3 separate regions of the Mus musculus genome follow, and regions 1 and 3 are each linked to region 2. The links are chromatin contacts, called in public HiChIP or PLAC-seq maps. All regions are on one chromosome and are shown on one strand. Each heading gives the region's core, a stretch centred on a gene start, on an enhancer-like site or on the middle of the called end of the contact. The rest is flanking DNA. Distances are from core to core; before and after follow the strand shown. Region 1 overlaps Sinhcaf (SIN3-HDAC complex associated factor). Region 2 holds the start of Dennd5b (DENN/MADD domain containing 5B). Region 3 has its middle 5.0 kb from the start of Gm25539.

Region 1 (4,851 bases), core at 86-2,585, 180 kb before region 2:
CAACAATGAGTAACCAAACTCCACTGCTAGCTAGAGAAATTATCCAATAGGACCCTCTGGCTCCTTTCTTTCATGAATGAGCCCATGAAACTCCTACCTTTGATCCAACTTGGCTGTCTCTTCCTTTTCCAGTCCCAGTTCATTAAACATCACACAAAAACTGCCAGGCATCAGGATGCTGGATCAATATGGACACTGGACTACGGGTGCCTGGAGAACTTCAGCATGACATTGACAGCTGGCACTAAGTTCTGGCTGTTTTGAAGCTGTTTTTAACCCAGGATTTCATATACCTCAGGTGGTCTAGAATTGTGATCTTCCTGCCCCCATCTTTTATAATACATTTCAAACTGGCATTAAAAACAAAACTGGGGTTTTCTGGATCAGCTGGAAGAGTGCTGCTGTCTAGTAAGGCGAGGACCAAAGTTCAGATCCCTTGTATCCAGTCATGTTGGGGCACAGCTGTAATCTCAGTAGTGGAGGCAGGAGGGGGTCCCTGGTGTTTCTAGTTATGCCACAGCTTTAGTAAGAGATCTTGTTTCAAACACTAAAGGCGTACACATGAACCACACACAAACAGGTAAACTCATCTTCCATGACCAGCCTTTGCAGGAAGCAGAAAACTTTTCTGGATTAAAGAGGCACTGGCTGCTGGACCATCAAGCTAGTTTACAGAGTAAACAAATGTGGGCTGGAGAGTTAAGGTCCCTGGTTGCTTTCCTTTTCCAGAGGAAGGAACACCAACGTACACAAATTTAAGAATAAATAAATAATTTAAAAAGCAAGCAAGCAGGCTGGAGAGATGGCTCAGCTGTTAAGAGTACTGACTGCTCTTCCGAAGGTCCCGAGTTCAAATCCCAGCAACCACAGTGGCTCACAACCATCTGTAATGAGATCTGATGCCCTCTTCTGGTGTGTCTGAAGACAGCTACAGTGTACTTTGGGCCACAGCAAGTGGGCCCGGAGTGAGCAGAGGTCCTGAGTTCAATTCCCAGGAACCACATAGTGGTTCACAACCATTTGTACAGCTACAGTGTATCATATACATAAAATAAATAAAAAGCAAGCAAACATTGCCTGATGAGGTGGCACACCCCTTTAATCCCACCACTCAGTAGGAAGAAGAAGGTGAGCCTCTGAGTCCCAGGCCAGCCTGGTGTACAGAATGAGTTTCAGGACTGAGGCCTATACAGAAACCCTGTTTTGAAGAAAAAGAAAGCAAACAGGAATCAGAAAAGCAGGCTTTATTCAAGTTAAACTCTTTACACTTCCACTCAGCTGCAGGTTTGTTTAAGAATAGTGGTGATTTGGATAAGAATGGCTCTCAAAGGCTCATATATTTGTTTCAATGTTTGGGCTGCAGCTTGTAAAAGTATGGGGAGGATTAGGTGTGGGCTTGTTGAAGGTATGTTACTGGAACTAGGCTTTGAGGAATCAAAAGCCCACCCAGCTTTCTCTACCTCTGGGTTGTGTCTCTCTCATGATTGTCTCAATCTGAAAGCTTTCAGCTTGATTCAGCTTCATGCCTGACTGCCTGCTGTCAAGCTCCCACAATGGTCATTGACATTTCCTTCTGAAACTGTTAGGCAAGATCCCAATTAAATGCTTTCTTTTGTAAGTTTCTCTGGACATGGTACAAAAATGTAATTAAGACTGAACTTTACAGGACTTTTGATCAGTGTTTGATCACTTGGCTCATGGGTGTTTCAGAACAGATCCACCTTCCTACTTCTGTAATCAGTGGTAGCATCATAGATCAAAATGCTAGTGTGTTGGTTCAGTTTGTCCTAGTTGGTTTGCCAATTTCACAAACCTAGACTTCTCAGGGAAGAGAATCTAAATGCCTCTGTGTTGGTTTAAATAAGAATGGCCTCATAGGTTCATGTATTTGAATCCTCGTTTCCAGTTGGTCAGCTGTTGGAAAGGGTTAGGACATGTTGGAGATGGTGCGCTTTGAGGTTTCAAAAGCCCAGGCTAAGTTGCTTTACTGTCCACTGACTTCTGGTAAGAATGTAAAGCCCTCAGCTACTTGCAAGCACCATGCCTGCCATGATAACAAAGTAACCCTCTGAAACTGTGAGCAAGCTCTCAACTAAATGCTTTATCAGAGGTGCCTTGGTCATGGTGTCTCTCACACCAACAGAATAACTAAGGCAGCCTCTGTAATATGTGGCACGTTTTCCCGACTAATGATTGATGTGGGAGGGCCCAGCTCACTGGGGAATTAGTCCCAGGTTGTAGAACCATGAAAAGCAAACAAACAGTCGGCAGCTCTCCTCTATGGTCTCTGCTTCAGTTCTCACCTTGACATTCTGACTCCTGGCACTGGAAGGACAGAAGCAAACAGTCTATATACAAGCTTCCCAGCTCACAGAAACTGGAATATGAAGTCTGAGAAACATATTTTGTATATAAAAGCACCCTGACTCTAGGCACACTAAAGACAAAGGAAAAAGCAATCTTGATTGTGCCACAGCACATGTGAAAAGGTCTGAGGAAAATGGTGGGAGCTAGTTTTCTCCTACCTTGTGGGTTCTAGAGACCAAATTCCAGATTGTCAGGCTTGGCAGGCACATAGCCAAAGCCATCTTACCTGCCCAACAGTGATTACTGAGGCCAGCCTGGATACATAACTGTCTCAAAAATTTTGTTTAAAACTTCCATGTTTGATTTCATTTCAGTTCCTCATAATTCTGTAAAGTTGTTTCACACAAAAGTCCCGGTCTAACTCTCCCCACAGATAAGCAACCCTTGTCATGGACATTCCATTCATGTTAAAACCACTACACAAAGTCCTTTGTATGTAGCTACCATATCCACTTATCCTAGAGTCTGAAGACTTTTCTACCCAAACCCCTGCTCATCAAAAATTAAGCTTGGAGCTGGAGAGATGGCTCAGCGGTTAAGAGCACTGACTGCTCTTTCAGAGGTCCCGAGTTCAATTCCCAGCAACCACATTGTGGCTCACAACCATCTGTAATGAGTATCCGGTGCCCTCTTCTGGTATGTCTGAAGACAGTGTACCCACATACAAAAATAAATAAATCTTAAATAAATAGATAAATTAAATAAATAAATCTTAAACTTTATATCCATTTTATGTAAATGGGTGGTTTTGTCTCCATTCATCTGTCCCTCTTGTGCCTATCTGATCCCCAAGGAGTACCAAAGGTATCAGAGCCCTGGGAACAAGAGCCAAAGATGGTTTTGAGCTGTCATGTGGGTGCTGGGAATCCATCTTGGACCCTCTGTGCAAGTACAGTTAGTATTCTTAACTACTAAGCTATCTCTCCAGGTCCTGAAAAAATTCTTACCAGAGACCTCTAAAACAAAGTCATGAGACAACTTTTATTTTTCTAATAAGACTAAATTTATTCAATACCCTAGAGTAAAGTTTTGATTATAAGTATCCAACAGTATAAAAAGTACAAAACAGATCTGTAGATTTCTAATATATTAATACAAAGTGCATGACTACATACAGTACATCCTACAGGCAGAGAGTGGAGGGGGAGAAGGCTGTGGTTGAGGTCTAGTAATAAATAAATAAATACAGAAGTAGAGATGATCCATCAAAGTATATTCTACCACCAATACTGCAGCCAAAATGTACAAAAAAAAAAAAAAATCCCATGTCAAAGTAACGCAGGAGAATGGTAATGGCTGGACTCTGTATTACACCAGGGTTGTGGAGAAATGGCCCACTCATTGGGCTGTCTGTGCACGTGGTAGCTTGTACTAGGTAGGTTTTTCCTAAAAGGAAGAAATACACAATGTAAAACTATAGGATGCCACAAACTGTGGCTTCTCCTTGTTGTGAAACTCTAAAAGACTTTTTAAAATCCAGTTTCTAAAATAATCATGAGGAACAGAATACTAAGGCAGCCACGTATACCTCCTCTACGAGGTCTCAAGTGGCACTACTGTTTTTCCTGAACTCTGAGAAGAGGCAATTAGACAACTTCAGTTGGGTTCCACTGAGAAGCCAACCGAATCATTGAGATCTAGAGGTGTGGAGCTCCATTCAGTTTCTTGATGTTAAGAAGCCAACCCAACCCACCAACTTAGCCTCAACACACAACTCTTCTCTTCTAGTCAACTTTAAATAGTGAGAGGAAAACAACGAAGGAACAAAACCCCAAACCCTAATAAGGTCTATGACAAGGCAAGAACTACTCTATAGATAAAACCTCCACAAAGGTCAACTGAGGTAATCCAGAGCTAGAACTGAATCATGTGGATTTCAGTGAATCCCCGACAGTCGTGTTAACACCAATGTCAATTATTTACATACTGTAAGCCCTCTAAGAAACGTGTCCCAAGCAGCATCAACTGTGCCCCATGCATCCCCAGGACTCACACATTCTGATGAAGTGGTTTCTAACCACGTGCTCTCTACTTTGTGGTCATGCTTTGGGACTATCCCTAGTCAACCTTGCCCATCCTAGAGGCAAGGCCTTCCCCAGAAGGAGATCTGGTTCTGTTTTACAAGATCCACATAAAGTCTTTTATCAATATGAAGATAAAGGGAGGCGACACGGTGCTACTTGTGTGTTCAGAAATTGTTTCCTCCTTCAAGCTATTTGCAGAAAGCTCAGTCTGTCCTGCTTAATAATCAGTAGTACAGGTCTGACTCATTAGGACCTGGCAACGCCTTAGCATTTACAAATTTTAACTACCTTCTAGGGGCAGGTCATGCTACTGAGTTATGACAAATTATCATGAGGGAAAACAAGTGTAGCCAGCCATTTAAAAATGCCCCAACCACTGCCTCTCCACAGAAAGACTAAACTACATATGGTTTATCACACAACAAATCCCATCTCTGTCCCCTGAAATTCCCCTAATTCC
Region 2 (4,962 bases), core at 682-3,181:
ATACAATAAGAACAATCAAAAGAACAATAGGAGATACTGCTTTATGAAGACTGAGGTGAATGGAAAGGGCAAATACAGGCTTTTTTATTTCATCATTCACCTGTCATAGAAGGCCCAAGAAATCCTAGTTGTTTAGAGGAGTCCTAGAAAAATATATTTTTTACTAGCCCAAAAAAACTCTTTCTCCAAAATCACTATTGCAGACACCCCCCCCCCCTGCAACTTCATGTCCCTTAACTATACTATTCTTAACATGTACATGAAATCTTAGCTGAAGAAACAGTAGGATTATATAATTATACATACAGGGAAAACTTGGTATTTCATTATTCCTCTAAAACTATACTTAGTTTTTGTTAACATTTTACTGTGAAGCTGACTTAATAATATGCTCAATTAAGACGTGAGACTGTATTAGTAAAGGCTGACCCGTTTTGTTTACTATCATTTATTATTTAATACATTCTTCCCAGCCCTTTCCTCAAAGGAAGAGAGAAAAAAATCTATACTAGTGCAATCAACCTGGGATGGTATATTCCAAAAAAGCTGCTGTGAAAGGCTATGACCTAAGTGTTTAGCACTGACACAAATAAAGTTCTGGTGGTAGGCGTTATGTGTCTCACCCTTACCAAAAAAAAAAAAAAAAAAAAAAATCACAATTCAGATTCCAAGGAGGAAAGCGGAATGAAAAATTCAGTCAGTCATTTCTCCCCGGCCTGCTTTCTACATTTCGCATTCCCCGGTCCCTACCATCCTTCAACTGCCCGGGTTCCCAGGGTACGTTCCCCAGCTCAGTCCCGCACTGCGTCACCAAACCCGTCAAATGGGGGCCATGCTCCTCCAGTGACACCTCGGCAGTGATTCACGGCGCGCCCCTCTTGGGGAGGATTGTCCAACTACATCAACTCAGGAACCAGGCAGGGGTATCAACAAAGCATCAGGCCGCAACCCAAGCGTCCAAAGGTCCTCGCTAGCTCGCGGCACTGGCACTGCCAAATCCACAGGATTCCAAAGGGTGACTCGCTCGTCATCGCAGAACCAGGGGGAGGGGTGGCGCCGACCCAGAGCGGTCGGGGTCGATCCCGCTGGGCCTCCTGCCCGAGCGGACCTCACCGTAGCCCCGCGGTCCCGACTCCTTCATGGAGCTGCCGACCACCGCATCCGCCGCCAGGGCCAAACTTCACGAACCACTGCACAGCCCGGTCCCGCGCACCATGAGCCACCCGCGAGCAGCGGAGGGTCGGGCCCTCTGGGGACCCGCGCCGGTTACAAGGACCCAACACCCAGGGGCTTAGCCAGAGCGCGGAATTAACAACAATGTCATTATGTCGCCCACGAGTGCCCATCTAGCCGGAGCGCGGCTATAGCCGCCGACTTTTTGTCTGGAGCCCGCACCTCGCCTCCCTAGCGCCTCCAAAGCCAGCCCGGCCTTACCCGCCAGCTCGTCGGGCTCCAGCCCGCTGTCCGCATCGATCCCGCACAGCACGAAGTAGTGCGCGAAGCGACAGGCGGCCGGGGAGGACCCCGAGCCCGGGCCCGGCGCCGCGCTGCTACCGCTCATCCCGCCGCGCTGCCGGTGCGACCGTCGCTGGGGTTCGCGGAGGAGGCTCTCCGGCGTGAACCGATGAGAAGCCTCGCTGAGAAGCGTCGCAGGCTTCCCTCGCGGAGGAGGCCACCGCGGCGCTCCGACTGCGGTCTCCGCCGCGACCCTAGGACGAGCCCGGCGCGCCCATGGCCGCGCAATCGCCGCGGCCGGGATCCTTCTAGACGCTGGTACCGAGGAAGCGGCCTCGGGCTCGCGCGCGGACCGGAGGGCGGGCGGGATTCCGCCGCGGCGGGGGAGGGGCGCGCAGGGGGAGTGTCAGCTAGGGAGGCCCGCGCCGCCGCGGCTGCGCCCGCTGGAGCGCAGCGTCTGGCGCCCGCGGGTCAACTGAACCGCGCTGCGCGACGGGAGCGCCCGCAGAGCTCGGTGGCGCGCGGTTCGGGGCGCGCACCAGTGAGCTCGGAGGATCGGGGGCGCGTCTGGGTGCGTGCCCACCCGCGGTAATATTGAGGAAACCTCTCTTGCACGGTGCAGCCCCCAACAGTCGGTTGAGCACGAGCCGCAGAGCAGGATCGTATCTTCCAGAGAGGATGTCGCCCAACCCAACCTAAACAATAACGTAGCTTTGGAAAAGGGAGACAGCACGCTGAGGTCATTTCCCACAACGTCTGTACCGTATTTTTAAACTGTCATGCAGATGCTTAAACCATTTTAAGATCCTAGTCCCCGGCAGGACGTGGTGACTCACATCTATAATTCCAGCACTCCTGTGACTGAGGCAGGAGGATCCGGAGTTGGAGATGAGCCTCTCTACCTAGTGAGACTCCATCTCAACACACACAAAAATGAGGAGGGTAAATAACAACCTGGGTAATTGACTCTTAGCTTCTATCGTACCTTCCAATAATCTTCCGGAACCCTTGAAATGACTTCTCTTACCATTTTAGCTGGATTGTACTTGGGATGGGGAGTATTTATGCTTCCTGGTTCATTCTTTCCAGTATCTATAGAACCTTGGGTCCCACTTGACCTGCCATTTATATTTTAGTGAAGGAAAGAATGATGATAATCTAGGTAGTATCAGGATGGTGCTACTGGGAAAATAACCAACTTTGAAATCTGTAATGTATATGGACATTTAATGTTATGCAATTATTGCTTCTATTATACAGAGTACACATAAAAATATTTTACTGAGTATTTCTATTTTTGTTGGTGGCTTCTTGCAGGATGTTAGATTCTAAGCTAGTCAAATATAGCAGAAAACTGATTTATTGTTTGTGCTAATCAAGAAACATGCTTTCTGTTCATTTGAGCAGTAACTGATTTATAAAATTGTAAACAGTAATGATTTAGTTTTGTTTTATTAACATATATAGAATACTGTATTTAATCATGACATTTCCATACATGTACTTTCTTGTTTTGTTTTTTGAGACAGGGTTTCTTTGTGTGACAGCTCTCGCTGTCCTAGAACTCTATTTGTAGACCAGGCTGGCCTCAAACACACAGAGATCCTCCTGCCTCTGCCTTCTCAGTGCTGGGATTAAAGGCATGTGCCACCACAACCCAGCTTCATGTACATATTTTGATCATATCTTTTTATAACCTTCTTGTACCCCCTGTCCCACCCCATTCCCTCTGATCTCCTTCCTTTTCACACCAACTCCTTCTGCTTTCATTTCTTTAACCTTTTTGGTGATCAAATAAGTTCACCAAACTTATTTTAATTTTAAAGACTTTTTAAAATGACATTGTGTGTGTGTGTATGTGTGTGTGTATGTATGTGTGTGTGTGTGGGGGGGGGGGTTCTGTGCTTATGTACAGGTCAGGGAATGAGTTTCAGAAGTCAGTTTTCTCCTTCCATGATGTAGGTCCTGGAGATCAAAACCCCGATAGTCAGTCTTGGTGGGGAGTCTTTATCTGCTAAGGCAATTTTCTGATCTATGGGTTTCATTAGAGTTGATTATGGAGAATAGGTGAGCTTTTATTATAGGAGAATGGGCACTTTGTTAGTAATTACATCACTAAAGAAAATTTCTCCCTTAAGGGCCAGGCGCGTGCGCACGTGTGTGTGTGTGTGTGTGTGTGTGTGTGTGTGTGTGTGTGTGTGTGTGTGTGTGTTGGTGGGGGGGGTCAACACCTTTAATCCCAACACTCAGAAGACAAAGGCAGGTAACTCTCCATGATTTGGAGACCAGGCTGGTCCACAAAATGAGTTCCAGAACAGCCAGGGCTATGTTAGAATACTGCCTTCCATTCTGTTGGGGGTCCCTAACACAATTGCTGCCTGAATGGAAAACCTTCAGTGGAGTCAGTAATCTCAGCTTTAACCTCTAATTAGCATAAAACATGCCAAGCTGTCACAATTCCAATTTCTACAAGAAAATCTGGAGTGATATTTTCTTATGCCAAGATTTTGGCTTTCTAGGAAAATCTTATCATAACAAAGGCTACTTGGAAAACCGTATCCCTTATTATTTAGCTTTTTATGTTTTATTACATTTTATTTGTTTTGTGAGGTGTGTATGTGTGTAGGCATGCTTGTGGAGGTCAGAGGACAATTTGTAGGACCCAGTTCCCTCCTTCCATCATCCTAGGTCCTAGGAAATGAACTCAACTTGTCAGACGTGGCAGCAGGTGTCTTCCCCTGATGAACTATGTTGCCAAACCCCTTATAGTTTTAGAAAAGGGGTCAGTTCATGCCAAAAAAAGTTTGGTAGTATAGCAGCTGATTTAAATTTTTGTTTAAATTCTTTTCTATCTTATGTATGTCTACTACTATTAAGTATTCTCAGCTGGAGAGATGTTAAAATGTTTCATATACGTACTTATAAACACAAACACACACACATAACCTTACAAGACTGTTATTAAAGAACTCATACAACTCAATAATATTTAAAAAAAACATTTTCAAGAGTCTGTTCTATATATACTATGTGGTTTCTGGGAATTGAACTTGGGTCTTCAAGTTTGACAACAAGTGCTCCTGTGCACTGTGCTATCTTGTCTGCCAACCAATACAATTAAATTTTTGTTTTTATTTGTTCATATGTAAGTATATGTGCCTGTTGGTCTCTATGTATCCCATGTGCACGCAGTGCCCAGAAGAAGGCATCAGATCCCTTGGACTGGAGCTATAGGCAGTTGTGAACTGCCTGATGTGGATGCTAAAAATCAAGCCAGGTCCTCTGCAAGAGCAACATGTGCATATAAACACTGGGCTATCTCTCTAGCCTTACAATACAATTTTTCTTTTGAGGCAGGAGGGTGTCTATATTCCTGGCTGCCTTGGAACTTGCTATGGTATACTAGGCTGGCCTTGTGCACAGAGATATGCCTTGCAAGGTTGTTACCTGCCGGAGGTTTGGGAAAAAAACTCCATGTAGTGCCTCCATCCTGGCTTCTGGTTTCTG
Region 3 (4,485 bases), core at 287-2,786, 130 kb before region 2:
CACCATTGTATTTCTTGTGCTTCTGGATCTTCCATGGCCACATCCATCTGCTTCAGGACTGGAGCACAAAGGTGCAGATATCTGACTACAAACAGGAGCAATACCTCTCCTCCTGAGGGGCAGGGGCAGGTTCAGGCACATCTGTTCTGGCATTAGAGCTGGTTTACAGCAATCACCTAAAACAGCAGGCCTGAGAGTCAAGCCAAAAAACTAATAACACAGGACTATGGCAGAGCACTTACCTAATGGAGCAAGGCTCTGGGTTTGATCCTCTCTACACAAAGAAACAAACAACAACAGGAAAATAAAAAACAAAACAGTAAAACAGAAGTTACAAGGTTGTAATTTGCCTATAAGCTCACTATTCACAAGGCTAAGGCAGGAGTGTAAGGCCCACTAGGCTACATAATGAATTTGAGGCTAGCCTCGGCTATATATCAAGACCCTATCTTGGGAAATAAAACAACCAAGCAATAAAAACAATCATAAAAGTCCCTCAACAAGCCAGGCAGTGGTGGCACATGCCCTTAATCCTAGCACTTGGGAGGCAGAGGCAGCCGGATTTCTGAGTTCGAGGCCAACCTGGTCTACAGAGTGAGTTCCAGGACAGCCAGGGCTATACAGAGAAACCCTGTCTTGAAAAACAAAAACAAACAACAACAACAACAAAAAGTCCCTCAACATTACCTTTAAATTTTTCCACCACACCAAAAAAACTCAATGTGGCATCTTGTCAACTGGATACCAGTATCTTTTTAAGGCTGGTAGTTTCACTCAGTAGTAAGTACTTGCTGGCATTGGAAGAGCCTTGGGTTTGAGCCTCAGTATTAGAAAACAAACAACAACAACAAAACCCCAGAGCTTCTTTTGTTTCTTACATTGCCAATGAAAAAATAAGATTGTTAAGCTCCTTTTATTTTATTTTTTTATTTATTTATTATATGTAAGTACACTGTAGCTGTATTCAGACACCCCAGAAGAGGGCATTGTATCTCATTAAAGATGATTGTGAGCCACCATGTGGTTGCTGGGATTTGAACTCAGGACCTCCGGAAGAACAATCAGTGCTCTTAACCGCTGAGCCATCTCTCCAGCCCTAAGCTCCCTTTAAAATACACAAGTATTTGCATACCACAAAATGTCCTACCTGCCATTTAGTTTTATTTCAGAACAACCTTGGGAAATGGCTTTCCAGCCAACTCAGAGAACGAAAGATGGTCAGGTCAAGTCATGTCATAAATGACACAACTGAAATTCAGGAGGATTCTCTTTCTCTAACCTACTCCCTTTAGTAACCATTTAGCCATGAATGTGTACCACAGTCCGCTTATGCAACCTCAGTACAGCGGACCGAAATCAAAGGAGTGTTGGAGGACTCACAACAACTGGTTGGGAGACAGCAGTACAACACAGTGGGACTGCCTTTCTGTCCCCAGACACTCTCTATAGAGTTCAGGGACCACTGTATTCCTGCATTCCAACCCTTCAGGACCCGGTGACAGACAGGCCAGGCCAGGCCAGGCTTCAGGTGCCCTCAGGGGATGGGGTGGGGTGGTGATGTCGTTCTTGCTCTGCAGCTCCAAAAGAAAGTTGCTAGAAGACACCAGGCTCCACTTTCCAGTTTCACTTCTGCAGGGACCACACACACACACACACCCCACTGGGCGTTCCACCCCCACTCTGGAAGGCGTCCTCCCCACCTTCATTCAGAAAGTTCCAGGAGAGTGCCCTCCTCCCCCTCACCAAGTTCGCTGCAAACATCTGTTGACAGTAAGAGGCAAGGATTAAGAGGACTGGGGAGAATCGTGCCAACTTCCTCCCTTCCTCCCTTCTCTCAGTTCAGTATCACAACCTGGAGGCCTGAGTATGAACAAGACACTGGTCACTTATAGGAAAGGCTTCAGGGCTAGAGATAGCAGATACAGACACTTTGCCCTAGAACAGGATGGTGAATCTGGTGTGGAGGCAGGCAGGGGTTCCGTGGCAACATCGGTTATCTATTACTATGTAATTAACTTCCCAAACACACTGTGTAAGAAATCTGGTTTGCTTGACAGAGCGCTGCTTAACTAATCTTTCCTGAAGTAGTGGGAAGCTGCCTGCCGGGATGCCCCTTAGTGAAGAAAGCCTTGCACCCCAGGCCCACCCACAGGAATGGTGCTGAATTCCTTTTCCGGAGCGCCACAGGCTTCCCTCCACTGCTCACAGGCAGGGAGTCTGAAGAGCAAGGGTGAGCAACAACAAAAAACTACAGTTTGCAGGCAACCTAGCCTCAGAGTTTACATCCCATTACTGATTAATAATTCTGCTATTCAGAATTGCACCCAGAAATAGTGCACTGGAGGGAAGTGGCTTATTATGTAGGGGCAGGAATGCCCGGAGGCCAGGATCACAGCGGGTATAAGAGTCACTTGGGAGGTTGAAGGCTGCATACATGTCACAGTACCCACACTATTATTATTAATTATTATTATTAATTATCTGGGGAGCAAGCAACAGGGCTGAGTAAGAAGAGAGGGCAGGAACTAAGACTGGTTAGGGCTGGTGGCACACACCTTTACTCCCAGCACTGGGCAGATATCTTGAATTCAAGGCCAACCTGGTCTACAGAGTGAGTTCCAGGACAGCCAGAGCTGCACAGAGAAACTCTGTCTCCAACAATAACAAAACAACAAAATCCCAAACAAACAAACAAGAATGGCTAGGGCAGTGAACACAGGCAAAATTCAGTACGGCTGAGAGAGGACATACTTGCAAGTGTGTGTGTGTGTGTGTGTGTGTGTGTATATATAAAAGGATCTTTTATGCTCCTGATGTAATTGTTGCCTCCAAGGCTTACTATCGCAGTCTGTTAACTTATACGAAATCCTGGAAGCTTCTAGCCTCCATATATAATCTTATCTAGGCCTGGAATGTTTTCAGCCTCTGAGACTTGCTGCTGAATAAGCTCATGCCTTCCTAGTTCTTTCTGATCTCTGTCTGGCTGTCTGGTTCAACTCAGCTGTTCTGGTTCAAAGTCCTCTCTAGGCTGACTGATTCTATCTGGCTTCTCTGTGGTTCTCTTGAAAGAAGGGCTGGCTCTCTTGCAGATGAAGACCTTTTTTAAAAAAAAATAAAAAAGAGAACTTCATCCTGGTGGCTAATGTGGAAGAAATGCCTTTTAAAATATTAAAAGTGGAATGGAGCATGGTGGCACATGCCTGGAATCAGCACTCGAAAGACCAGTGTGGACTACAGAGAGAGAGAGTGACTGACTTGAAAGAGAGGGAAGGGAAGGGAGAGCCAACTAGTAATCCTAAACCAAGGTAGTGAGTGACCAGAGAGGCAGATGGAGTGTTAAGTCATTTAAAAAAAAAAAAAAAAAAAAACTAGGGCCGGGTGGTGGTGGTGCATGCCTTTAATCCCAGCACTTGGGAGGCAGAGACAGGCAGATTTCTGAGTTCAAGGCCAGCCTGGTCTACAAAGTGAGTTCCAGGACAGCCAAGACTATACAGAGAAACCCTGTCTCGAAAAACCAAAAAAAAAAAAAAAAAAAAAAAAAAAAACCACTATGGAAAAGGGATCAAACTCAGGGTTTCATGTATGCTCAGCAAGCACTCTACCAACTCTCCAGCTCAGCCTCGAGATTTGCTATGTTGGATAAGCTGGTTGCTCCTACACTCACGAAATCCTCCTTCCTCTGATTTTTAAGTGCTGGGATTATAAATACAGCATCATGCCCAGATGAAAGCACTTTCTGGCTTTCTGGCTTGAGTAACTAAGAAAAGTCATTCTCTGAGATGAAGTCCAGAAAATGGACGTGGTCAAAAGTCATGTGTGTTGATAGGCGAATGAAGAGGGATAGAGGTCTGGAGAGCTCCTCAGAGGAATGGGGATAAATGCAGACTAGAGCATCAGAAGCATCCAGATGCTGATTGTGAGCGATATACAAATATTCAAGGGTGGTCATAGACACAGAGCCCCTTCTACTACCACAAAGAGCAGCATGGGAGGAGGAAGACAGAGAGCTGAGAAGCACCAGGTCACCCACAAGACCTGCCCTCCAGTGCACAGCAAAGATGGGCCATTGATACCCATTTATGGGAGGATGTCACCCAGGGTCCCACCAGCTGCTTGGCCAACCTGCATCAGGAACTACTACAATGGGCAAGTATGTGGTGGATGTTGGAGTTCAGGAATCATCACTCAAACCAATCAAACACTGATCTCAGCTAAGCAAGAATAGTTAATTGAATGCACACCAATAATACTGGGCATCCAGGATAGCAAAAAGGACTGTGGTCCCAATCTGCTCTCAGGGTTGGCTTTTTATAGGAAAAACCAGGTTCAAAAGTTTAAAGTGCAGCCGGGCGGTGGTGGTGCATGCCTTTAATCCTGGCACTCGGGAGGCAGAGGCAGGCGGATTTCTGAATTCAAGGCCAGCCTGGTCTACAAAGTGAGTTCCAGGACAGCCAGGGCTATACAGAGAAACCCTGTCTCGAAAAA

The links. HiChIP or PLAC-seq counts read pairs in DNA pulled down with a chosen protein or histone mark.
Region 1: an H3K4me3 HiChIP or PLAC-seq map of embryonic stem cells shows a contact between it and region 2, with 7 times the contacts expected there. The contact joins the enhancer-like site here to the promoter of Dennd5b in region 2. A contact is called at or near these places in 3 of 15 datasets of contacts at CTCF or cohesin (the NIH/3T3 cell line and pro-B cells), 30 of 484 Hi-C or Micro-C datasets (the C2C12 cell line, the CH12 cell line, the G1E-ER4 cell line and 15 more), 10 of 115 datasets of contacts at active chromatin or transcription factors (embryonic stem cells, extraembryonic endoderm stem cells and stem cell-derived neural progenitor cells) and 4 of 9 other capture datasets (adipose tissue, embryonic stem cells, liver and 1 more).
Region 3: a contact with region 2 is called in an H3K27ac HiChIP or PLAC-seq map of extraembryonic endoderm stem cells. The contact joins the enhancer-like site here to the promoter of Dennd5b in region 2. A contact is called at or near these places in 3 of 484 Hi-C or Micro-C datasets (CD4 T cells, cranial neural crest and embryonic stem cells) and 9 of 115 datasets of contacts at active chromatin or transcription factors (acute myeloid leukemia, embryonic limb bud, embryonic stem cells and 4 more).

Annotation. Positions count from the first base shown.
Region 1 is chr6:148,917,711-148,922,561 of GRCm38.p6, forward strand. It overlaps Sinhcaf (SIN3-HDAC complex associated factor), which reads right to left. Exons shown (of 6, transcript NM_019643.4): 6 at 3,347-4,851. Among named protein-coding and RNA genes, the nearest start is that of Caprin2, 24 kb to the left of the region's middle. Within about 2 kb of position 1,336, at least 6 of the 459 cell types and tissues checked have an H3K27ac peak or open chromatin away from gene starts, as enhancers often do. A contact at or near this core is called in embryonic stem cells, where this site is marked.
Region 2 is chr6:149,099,749-149,104,710 of GRCm38.p6, forward strand. Dennd5b (DENN/MADD domain containing 5B) reads right to left here and starts at 1,932. Exons shown (of 21, transcript NM_177192.3): 1 at 1,435-1,932. The coding sequence starts at 1,561.
Region 3 is chr6:148,970,100-148,974,584 of GRCm38.p6, forward strand. No RefSeq gene overlaps it. Among named protein-coding and RNA genes, the nearest start is that of Gm25539, 5.0 kb to the left of the region's middle. Within about 2 kb of position 1,537, at least 42 of the 459 cell types and tissues checked have an H3K27ac peak or open chromatin away from gene starts, as enhancers often do. A contact at or near this core is called in embryonic stem cells and extraembryonic endoderm stem cells, where this site is marked.